Linked DNA regions of Mus musculus: region 1 is linked to region 2. Evidence: chromatin contacts called from public Hi-C data. All regions are on one chromosome and are shown on one strand. Each heading gives the region's core, a stretch centred on a gene start, on an enhancer-like site or on the middle of the called end of the contact. The rest is flanking DNA. Distances are from core to core; before and after follow the strand shown. Region 1 has its middle 8.0 kb from the start of Gm32594. Region 2 overlaps Gm39129 (a long non-coding RNA gene).

The links. Hi-C and Micro-C count contacts between places; a contact is called where the count stands out from the background.
Region 1: a Hi-C map of the N1E-115 cell line shows a contact between it and region 2, with 2.5 times the contacts expected there. The contact joins two enhancer-like sites. A contact is called at or near these places in 3 of 484 Hi-C or Micro-C datasets (the N1E-115 cell line, embryonic stem cells and nephron progenitors).

Annotation. Positions count from the first base shown.
Region 1 is chr8:10,910,972-10,915,265 of GRCm38.p6, forward strand. No RefSeq gene overlaps it. Among named protein-coding and RNA genes, the nearest start is that of Gm32594, 8.0 kb to the right of the region's middle. Within about 2 kb of position 1,685, at least 23 of the 459 cell types and tissues checked have an H3K27ac peak or open chromatin away from gene starts, as enhancers often do. A contact at or near this core is called in the N1E-115 cell line, where this site is marked.
Region 2 is chr8:10,759,404-10,763,685 of GRCm38.p6, forward strand. The region is part of intron 2 of Gm39129 (a long non-coding RNA gene); the gene reads left to right. Among named protein-coding and RNA genes, the nearest start is that of Gm32429, 14 kb to the left of the region's middle. Within about 2 kb of position 1,603, at least 126 of the 459 cell types and tissues checked have an H3K27ac peak or open chromatin away from gene starts, as enhancers often do. A contact at or near this core is called in the N1E-115 cell line, where this site is marked.

The sequences.
Region 1 (4,294 bases), core at 435-2,934, 150 kb after region 2:
CTCTGACCACCTGGAAAACATGAAGGTTTGGGTTCTGCGTGTACAGAATGATTGTCATGCAGGGCCCTCGGCCAGCCAGACACTGGCCAGCTGTGTGGGACAGCAGGGACCCTTCTGTTTCCAGGGAGCCATGATGAAGACAGCAATGTCACAATCCACAATCGGGCTCACATGGAACAAGATGTTCCACTATGGACAGTTCCTGTAAATCTAAATGTAGCGTTTGCAACAGAGGAAGAAAGGGGCTGCAATCTAAGGAAGCAAGTTGTGAAGGAAGAGCTAAAGATGGAGACAGTGGCTTTTCAAAGAACAGCGGGGTTTACGATGGGGAAGAAGTGGTTAGGCCATGTCAGACAGAACCTTGGGCCCTTGTGCACAATGCCTGTGCATATGCGCACAGGGTTGTGGGGTGGTGATGGCTGCAGGGTTTCTAAACTCTTAGAAGATAAACCAGAAAGCACGCATGGGTTTGAACTGAAGTGGCTTGAACTTGGACACACTGGAATTGTGTCAAAGGTCTCCCCTGAGGTTTTAGAGAGGAGCTGAGCCAAGGGCTCTGCATCCCCATCCAGACAGAATGAACTCCGTGACTGAGCCTGGCTGGCTGTAGAGCTGAGACTGGTGGCAGAGGGCAGGGAGCTAAGCCAGGCTGGAGTTCAGACCAACCCCGCAGGCTTGTTTCCAATATGGGAGGAAGACTTCAGTTCTAACCCGAGAGTTCCTCTTTCACCTTTGATTCCTGTCCATCATGGGAGAATCAGGACTATGTTTCCTGAGAACTCTTCCAGGGCATGGATAGAACAAATATCCAAATTGAGCAGGGGGAAGAAGCCAGTCCGGACTGGCCTTATAGCAGTGATGGAGTTCATGTTAGATACAAAAAGCCTGGATCCTATGTGGGGCAATAGTGCACAACTATAATCTAAGAATTCAGAAAGCTGAGACAGGAGGATTCCTATAAGCAATAAGCTCAGCCCAGGCCAAACAGTGAAACCATGTCTGAGAAGCAATGTCTTCATGCTCATAGATCAGGAAAGCCTACAAGGGCAGCGGCAGGCTTCCTTCTAAGAAGGCAGATCACCCAGGAAAGTCAGAGCTGGGTAGGCTACAAGGTGGTGTCGACAGTGGGAAAATCTTCTGATGGGCTGCGTTCCTTGGTTTCCCAGGTTGCCATCCTGACTGAGGGGTGTGCTCCCTGAGGTGTGACTCAGCAGAAGGCTGGAGGCTGCTGCTGGATATGGAGCTCTCAGGGGTTCCCAGGCTAGACTCTTTATTCTGGCTTCCTAACTGAAGCACCAGGCAAACTCTGAGCTTCGTGGAAGACATTCTCCACGTCTCACCCCAGAAGGCAGCCGTGTCTGAAAGACATGCGAAATGCAGCTCAGTAGCTCTCTGGCCAGCAGAGAAAACACCCACCAAGTGCAAAGTGTGTGTGTAGTTAGGAGACCCAGAGTCCAGAAGCACGAGATATAGATGACTTCAATGCCTTTACAGGCATCAGTGCCCCCTCAACACTTCCAGCTCCCCAGAGGGGCCACCAGCCAGCTGCCTCCCCCACTCTCACATTGCTTTTCTCCATCTCTGTGCACTGAGGTGATCTTAACATGTCTGGACACTGTGACAGAGCAAAGAAGGCCATGTGCTAGGTCTAGGAGCAGGATCGAGATGGCAGAACTCCATTTGCTTCCCCGAGGTCAGGCACTTCTGTGTTTGATGATTTTAATCTGTTCTCCCATGTGAGCTCAACTGGCAGACACCCCATGACCCTCTTTTGCCTGGCACTCACCTCCTGGACTCTGTGTCCCCTCCTACTGGCTGCTGTTTTTCTTCTTTGGCCTCTGTTACTCCTTTTTAAAGATGCACATTAGAGAAAAGAGCTGTCCGTTTTCCCTGGTGACATCAGAAGCAAGTGGTCTTTAGAGTGCTCATCCATGAGACAGCAGGAATATGGGACAGTGACCCAGATTCCAGGCCACGCTGCAGGAATCTAAATATTACACTTCCAAAGATCCCCGAATCTAGTGCAAAGCTTTGGTTTATGTTATAGAAGAGACTCCTCCAAGTCTCTTTAAACAGAGAGAAGCAGAAAGAGAGGAACATGTACGCTTGGATTCTCTCTGATCTGAAACCGTGTGTTAAGTGACATGAATGGACATTTGCCTTTCTTATCTATGTGTGTCTTAATTAGCAGCATCAGAACACTGCACACCCCAGAGTATGTTTGTTTTCAGAGTCTGACTGAACTAAAAACTCTTCATTTGAATACATGGGCTTTCATAAGCTGCAAATCTTAGTAAGCAACAGTAACCTCTTTCACCTATGAAAACTGGGTGGAGCCAAGAGCACAGCCCTACACTGGAGCTAGGATTTGAGAAAAGCGTAGTCAAACTACGAACTTGTTCACTGCAAGGCTGTTACCAGTTTCACCAACACAGAGGCACCAAGGCTTGGAATGTGGTATTTGTCCCTCATGAACAGCAGTCTAGATAAATACAGATTTGTTCATGTAATTGCTCCTGGTTGACTTAGAGACACAAACTCATCCTGGGAGATAATCAACAAGATTTAATTACCAATGCAGCCATTCAGCAGGGTCAATTCTGGACAAAACTCAAGTAAATGCATGTGGACTTTATTTTTTCACAAGCAATCATTCTATTTGAGGTATGTATGTAGCTATTCAAATTCATTTTTATGAATTGAAACCGTCCCTACTGGAGGGAAGAGGAAGGCTCACAGGACAGCTGATAAGGCTAAGGAAGCTTCTAGAACTTTGTAGACGCAAGGCCTCTCCCTGAAGAGGCGACTGCAGCAGGCAGAGCAGTTTGTGAGGTGTGAAGAAGTTCCAGGGATGCAGTTCTGATGCGTTCTCATCCATTCGAAGGTGGATATCATCAGTGATGTGCCTGATTTTGGTCAACATGCTCCTGTAAGTAAGCCATGCCCTTGTAGGTGACCCCCACATGTGCTCCTGTAGGCAGCACCAGCTCATTGGCTGTCCAAGCTTGACCCAGGTGGAGTCCTTTCTTTGGTCTGCCATTGGTAGCCTTTCTGGAATGAAAAGACATTGGTTGATGTCTGCTTCCAAAAGGTCACAGAACTGCAACGTTATAACCTTACAGGTTTCAAAGTGAGCAATGTAGCACTGTCAACCACAGGACTGCCATTTGGATTGCCCTCTACATAGTTGGCTTTGAAAGGGAGAGAGGGAGCCACTACCCCAGAACCCATTCATTCAGCTCAGTAACCAATGTAATAGAGAGAAAGACATGCACGGTTGTCTTATGCAAAACCAGAATAATAAATTAAAATGCACAGAGGTGGAGAGCAAAGCTAGGGTCATCAGAGGTCAGAGGAAATGGGGACATATAGGTTATAGATCTGGGACACAAATCAGGAGATATATCAGGTGGCGAAATCTAGAGATTTAGTGTGATTTTAGACTCTAAGGATTTAAGAATTATATATGGAACTCCAATTCAATGTGTGTATATGAGTGTGTGAGTATATGTGTGTGTGTGTGTGTGTGTGTGTGTGTGTGTGTATATGTGCTTACATGTGTGTATGTGTTTGTGTGTGTGTGTGTGTGTGTATGTGTAGATGCTTTCATTAGCCTACCACAGGAACCTTTTTACCATCAGGGTGTATAAATGTCAACCCATTCCCTTGCAAAGGTGTAGTAACATAAAACGAGCTCTCCAACGAACCAGCCAGTTTTACTGCACTGTTCCTGCCAGGCAGTCCTTGCTCTGGCGTAACAGCCCTTCAGTCAAAGGTCAGCCCAGGTTTTCACTATTTTTCTTCTAGAAGCTGCGGTGGCTGAAAATTGTTTGCACAGCCAAAGAATCCTTCCTGGAAGAGGCACTTAGCCTAACAGACAAACAACCTAAGTGCCCTCCTTGACGGAAAACACTTCAGGGCAGAAATGAGCATCATCACCACTGAAGGCCTTGCCCTTCTGGATGCCCCGCCATGACCCTCCCTCTACCATGACCCTCCCCCCACCGGGAACCACTCCCTCTTGCCGTGACCTGTGGTAGTGATGGCCAGGTAATGTCATACATTTCTCCACAGCCACCTCAGTTCTTCTCACTAAAAATCAGCAGAAAGCCAGGACTGATGGATGGGTCACCCAGGGCTCAGACAGCATCTCCCAGAATGAAGGGCATCCATCCCACAGACACACTTTGGAAGGTGTGATGTTTGATACACACTTAGAAATGCCCTTCAAATGGCCATCCTTTGAGGTTGGGAGATCTACTCTAGCATATACTAGACCCTAACTGTGCAACAG
Region 2 (4,282 bases), core at 353-2,852:
AAGCCTCTGTCCTTTGCTCAACTTGACCCTGTGAGGACCAAGACAGAATGGTGACTGAGGGCAGGGACCACTTTTTCCATACACAGTCATGTCACCTCATTTCCCTGGGATGTCTTCCTTATGGACGTAAAGACTGCTGAGAGAGAGGCGAATGCTTTTCCTGAATGGCCAGTGAGCATTCTTTGCAAAACACAAAGCCTGATGCAGCACACTGGTACCCTCCTGACTCTGCTGTTACACACAGCTTCCTGCCCACTGGAGAGCTTGTTTAACCAGGGCAACATTCTGAACAGGGCCATGCACCATCTCTCGAAAGACCTATGCATATTTTTTTAAAAGTGTCTTGAAATGACAGTGAATGAAACAGGAAGCAGTTTCCCTGTACTGAGGGTCTGGCTCTGAGGAAGTTTGGTGTTAAAAATATGCACTGTTTTATACAAAGTAGCACATATCTTTAGGTCTCTGGTTAACTTCCATGAACACAGCACAGACCACGTGTCTCAAATTTGTGTCATCTTTAGACAAAGACAATTAATTGCCCTGGTCTATTAACAGAGGACCCTGACACCAACTGAAGCAATTACTGAAATTCAGGTAGACTGAAATTTGTTCTCGCTGTGTATAAGTGAACATGTGACACTCATTGTTCAAAGGCAGGTCCGTGCTGCCTTGAGCTTTGTAGTACATCACCAAAAAAGGGACCAACTTACTTTCCCCTGTGCTCTTTGCAAACCAAGATCTACACAAATTAAATGCATACAAACTCATGCTAATACCTTCAAGCAAGCAGATGTATGCAGAAAGAGCCAATAGATACGAGGACCATACAAGGAGCACTTCCTCTGGAGGGAACAACAGAGCCAGAGTCTCAACTCAGGGAGGCTGTGAAGGGTTTGTGCTTTAAAATGAGGAGCCATGTTGTTCTACAGTTTTCATGTTTGCCAAGTCCACGACTTGAAAATACACACCCTTCCCATGAGCGTTCATTCCCACGCATTGTTTTAAATGCAAGATCCAAGGCCACTGGGTTGTTGACAGCATCATTGTTTAGATTCTGAGTTTAGCGATTCTGCGTTTGAAACCTGACATCTGAAACAAATTGTGGAAAGGGAATTTCTTTGACTTGCTTGAGAAACAAATCCTGTTACAGAATTGTTGACTTTCTGTAATTGCCTTTAAAACCCCAGTGGAAGGCTGTTACACTGAGCTCATGGGTGACGTGTAGAGAAGTGCAAGACACACACATACACACATGAATACACATGCACAAGAACACAGACACACTCATACACATGCACACACAGAAGAACACACGCATGCACGCATGCACGCATACACACACACACACACACACACACACACACACACACACACACACACACACTGGCTGTGGACCTAGCTCACCCTGCTAATTACCCTGCCTGCACGGACACCGCTGTTCTCTTATTTTCTGCCTTCTCCGCCTGTGAGGCCCCTCAGCAGGGTGGTGCTTCAGGACTGTCTGGCCTGGGAGACCTTTCCGTCTGGGACAGTACCATTCTGTCTAGACGGGGAGAGCCCATCTGCTCTGCCGGGACTCTCAGTGCCAAGCGCACCTCCCTCCAGCCTCTGCCAAAAGCTTCCTTTTGAGCACTGTGAGTTGCAAGAACAGGCTGTCAAAACCATCCCTCCAGTGTGGCCTGTGCTTCCCTGCTTCCCGCCACTGGGCCTGCTCCTGGTTTGGCAGAGTCCTTTGTCCTCTTCAGCTTATGCCTTTGCCAGGGAGAGTGACAGCCAGGAGCAAAGGCTGCTCTCACCATCTCCCTAGTCATTTGTGAGAGCAAGCATAGTGCCTGCAAGGCTGGGCAGAACCCCCCTTCCGCTCTCCCCCTCCCTCCCCAGCTGTTTGCAAAGGACCGGAGGCTCCTCCTCAGAGCGGCAGAACCAGGGTTAATGCTCAAGAGAGCTGGGCAGTCCAGGGCAGCTCTCAGCTAGGCTGCTGTAAACAGAACCTCGGTCAGACTCTTAGATGTGCTGGGGCCTTTCCAAGACCCGTTAGACATCTAATAGAAACGTCATAGTCCACATGAAGCTTATTACTGCGCAGACGTGAGCCCCACAGTTCAAAGGTGCTGCTTCAATTTAATGAAGGGACTTAGTTCAGTAAAAGTTTATATGCTGCAAGTTTTCCAACTTGTCTGCTCCGTCTTTATATTATGGGTTATTCAACTCACCATAATGAAACCTTCAAAGAACTCAATCGCCCCGGGGCTGGCAGTCTTTCCAGATCAGACACCTCAGGACAAATAACTTTGGCGCTTTCTAAGCACATGGAGTGATGGGACTTTTATTCTGTTTTTCATTGCTCGGCACAAAAATCCACAGCTCCTTTTCCCAGGCCTTTAGGAAGGCCTATCAGGAAAGGGGCAGCAGCCTGCTTTCTTTGGTGAGGTCATGATTTTCCCTGTCGCAAGAAACTGTACTTCGAATGGACCGTGGAATGTGTAAAGAAACTCTGATACAATTCCTGGCAAGCAGGAAACAAACTATCACTCGATGGCATTGTCATCCTACAATGTTCAAAGAGGCCTCTTTGTTATGCCTCTTATTACTTAGGAATAAAAGGGGGTTACCTATATTCTTCTGTGGGGAACGTATAAACCCTAGGGTGCCCTTTATTCAGGCACAGTGGCGAGGTTGGCATTAGAAACCCAGCCTGGCTCCGCCCCTGTGAAGGGGCAGAGGGGAGGACAGCTTCTCAGCCTGCATCCCCACCAAGCATGCTCTGCGCAGCTCTATCAAATGGTCTGCGCTGTTACACCTTTGACCCATGGGCACTGTAGTGAAGCAATTGCTCTTCTTCTTTCACTGACTTATTAAAATATAAGTCACAATAGCAGCCATTCAATACCCATGTGACATTAATAATGCAGAGATGTGGGGACCCAGGATCCTACAGCATGTTAAGATCAACACGAAAAAATCTTAGCCTTTTTGTCCGGAGTCTATTTTCCTTGTTCCTGCCAATTTTTTTTTTTTTTTAAAATCATGTATACTAATCAGTAAAATTCTTTTATAGTTAATTGCTGTTGAGCAACAGCCACAGATAGAACGCTAAACGAGAAAGGGAAAATAATATAAAATGGAAGGAGAGAAGGGAGGTGGGAATGAAGGAGGAAAGGGAGGTAGGAGATGGAGAGGAAGGAGGGAAGAATGGAAGGATGGAGGGAGGGAAGGAGGGAAGGAGGGAGGGAGAGAAGGGGGAGGGAGGGACAGAGGGAGGGAGGGAGGGAGGGAGAGAAGGGGGAGGGAGGGAAGGAGGGAAGGAGAGAGGGAGAGAAGGAGGGAGGGAGAGAAGGAGGGAGGGAGAGAAGGAGGGAGGGAGGGACAGAGGGAGGGAAGGACAGAAGAAGGGAGGGGGAAAGGGAGGAAGGAGATGGAGAGGAAGGAAGGGAGGGAGGGAAGAAGGGAAGGAGGGAGGGAGAAACAGTAAATAGCAAAGCTGCCTTGCACTTCATTATTTCAAAGACCCTGATCTCCCTGTTGAATAAAACCCACAGTCTTCAGGACAATGGTGAGCAGATCCTTACAGAATCAGTCTTTTAACTTTGCACCTGTTGTAGGGTCTTGGAGAAAATACCAATTCAGTTGATAGTTTCCAAAAGAAAGTGTTTCACAGTGTTTCAAGCCTTCAGTGGGAGTTGGTGCTCCTGGATCCTTAGACTGCCTCATCTTCACAACCTGGTCTCCCATCCTGAGAAGCTGAGGTAAAGGATGTGTCTGAGTTCCTGAGCAAGTCAAGGAAGCTCTTCAAAGTCTGCTTAGCATTCTGGAATTCAGGGTGCGTTCTTTCAACCATGCCTTACACAGTGGGATTTCCATAGCTTATCCTAAAACTTCTTTTCTTTCCCCTGGTTTAATAATAAATTCCTCAGGAAATTGCCCAATAACTGCCACATAAGGGAGACAGATGTTCTGAAGAAAAGAGCAGTTTATTTGATTTTATATCTTTGCACATATGCATGGCAAGTCATAAATTCTCTGAGGTGCCGTGAGAGGAAGGTGAGGCTGTGGTGAATTTCAGGAGACCGTGCTCTGCATGGCTGGCATGGATCTGTATGTTCCAAAAGGAAAGAGATTCCAGTGTATGGATGAGTGACAGGTGTCCTACTTCTTGGGCTAACCACAGTGTTTGCAGACACACCTTCCCCCCAAACCTGTTGTCTGTCTTCCCATATGGCTCTGGTCACTTTGGTAGCAGAGGGTTGTGTGTTTTGTTTGTTTTGTTTTGTTTTCTGATTAT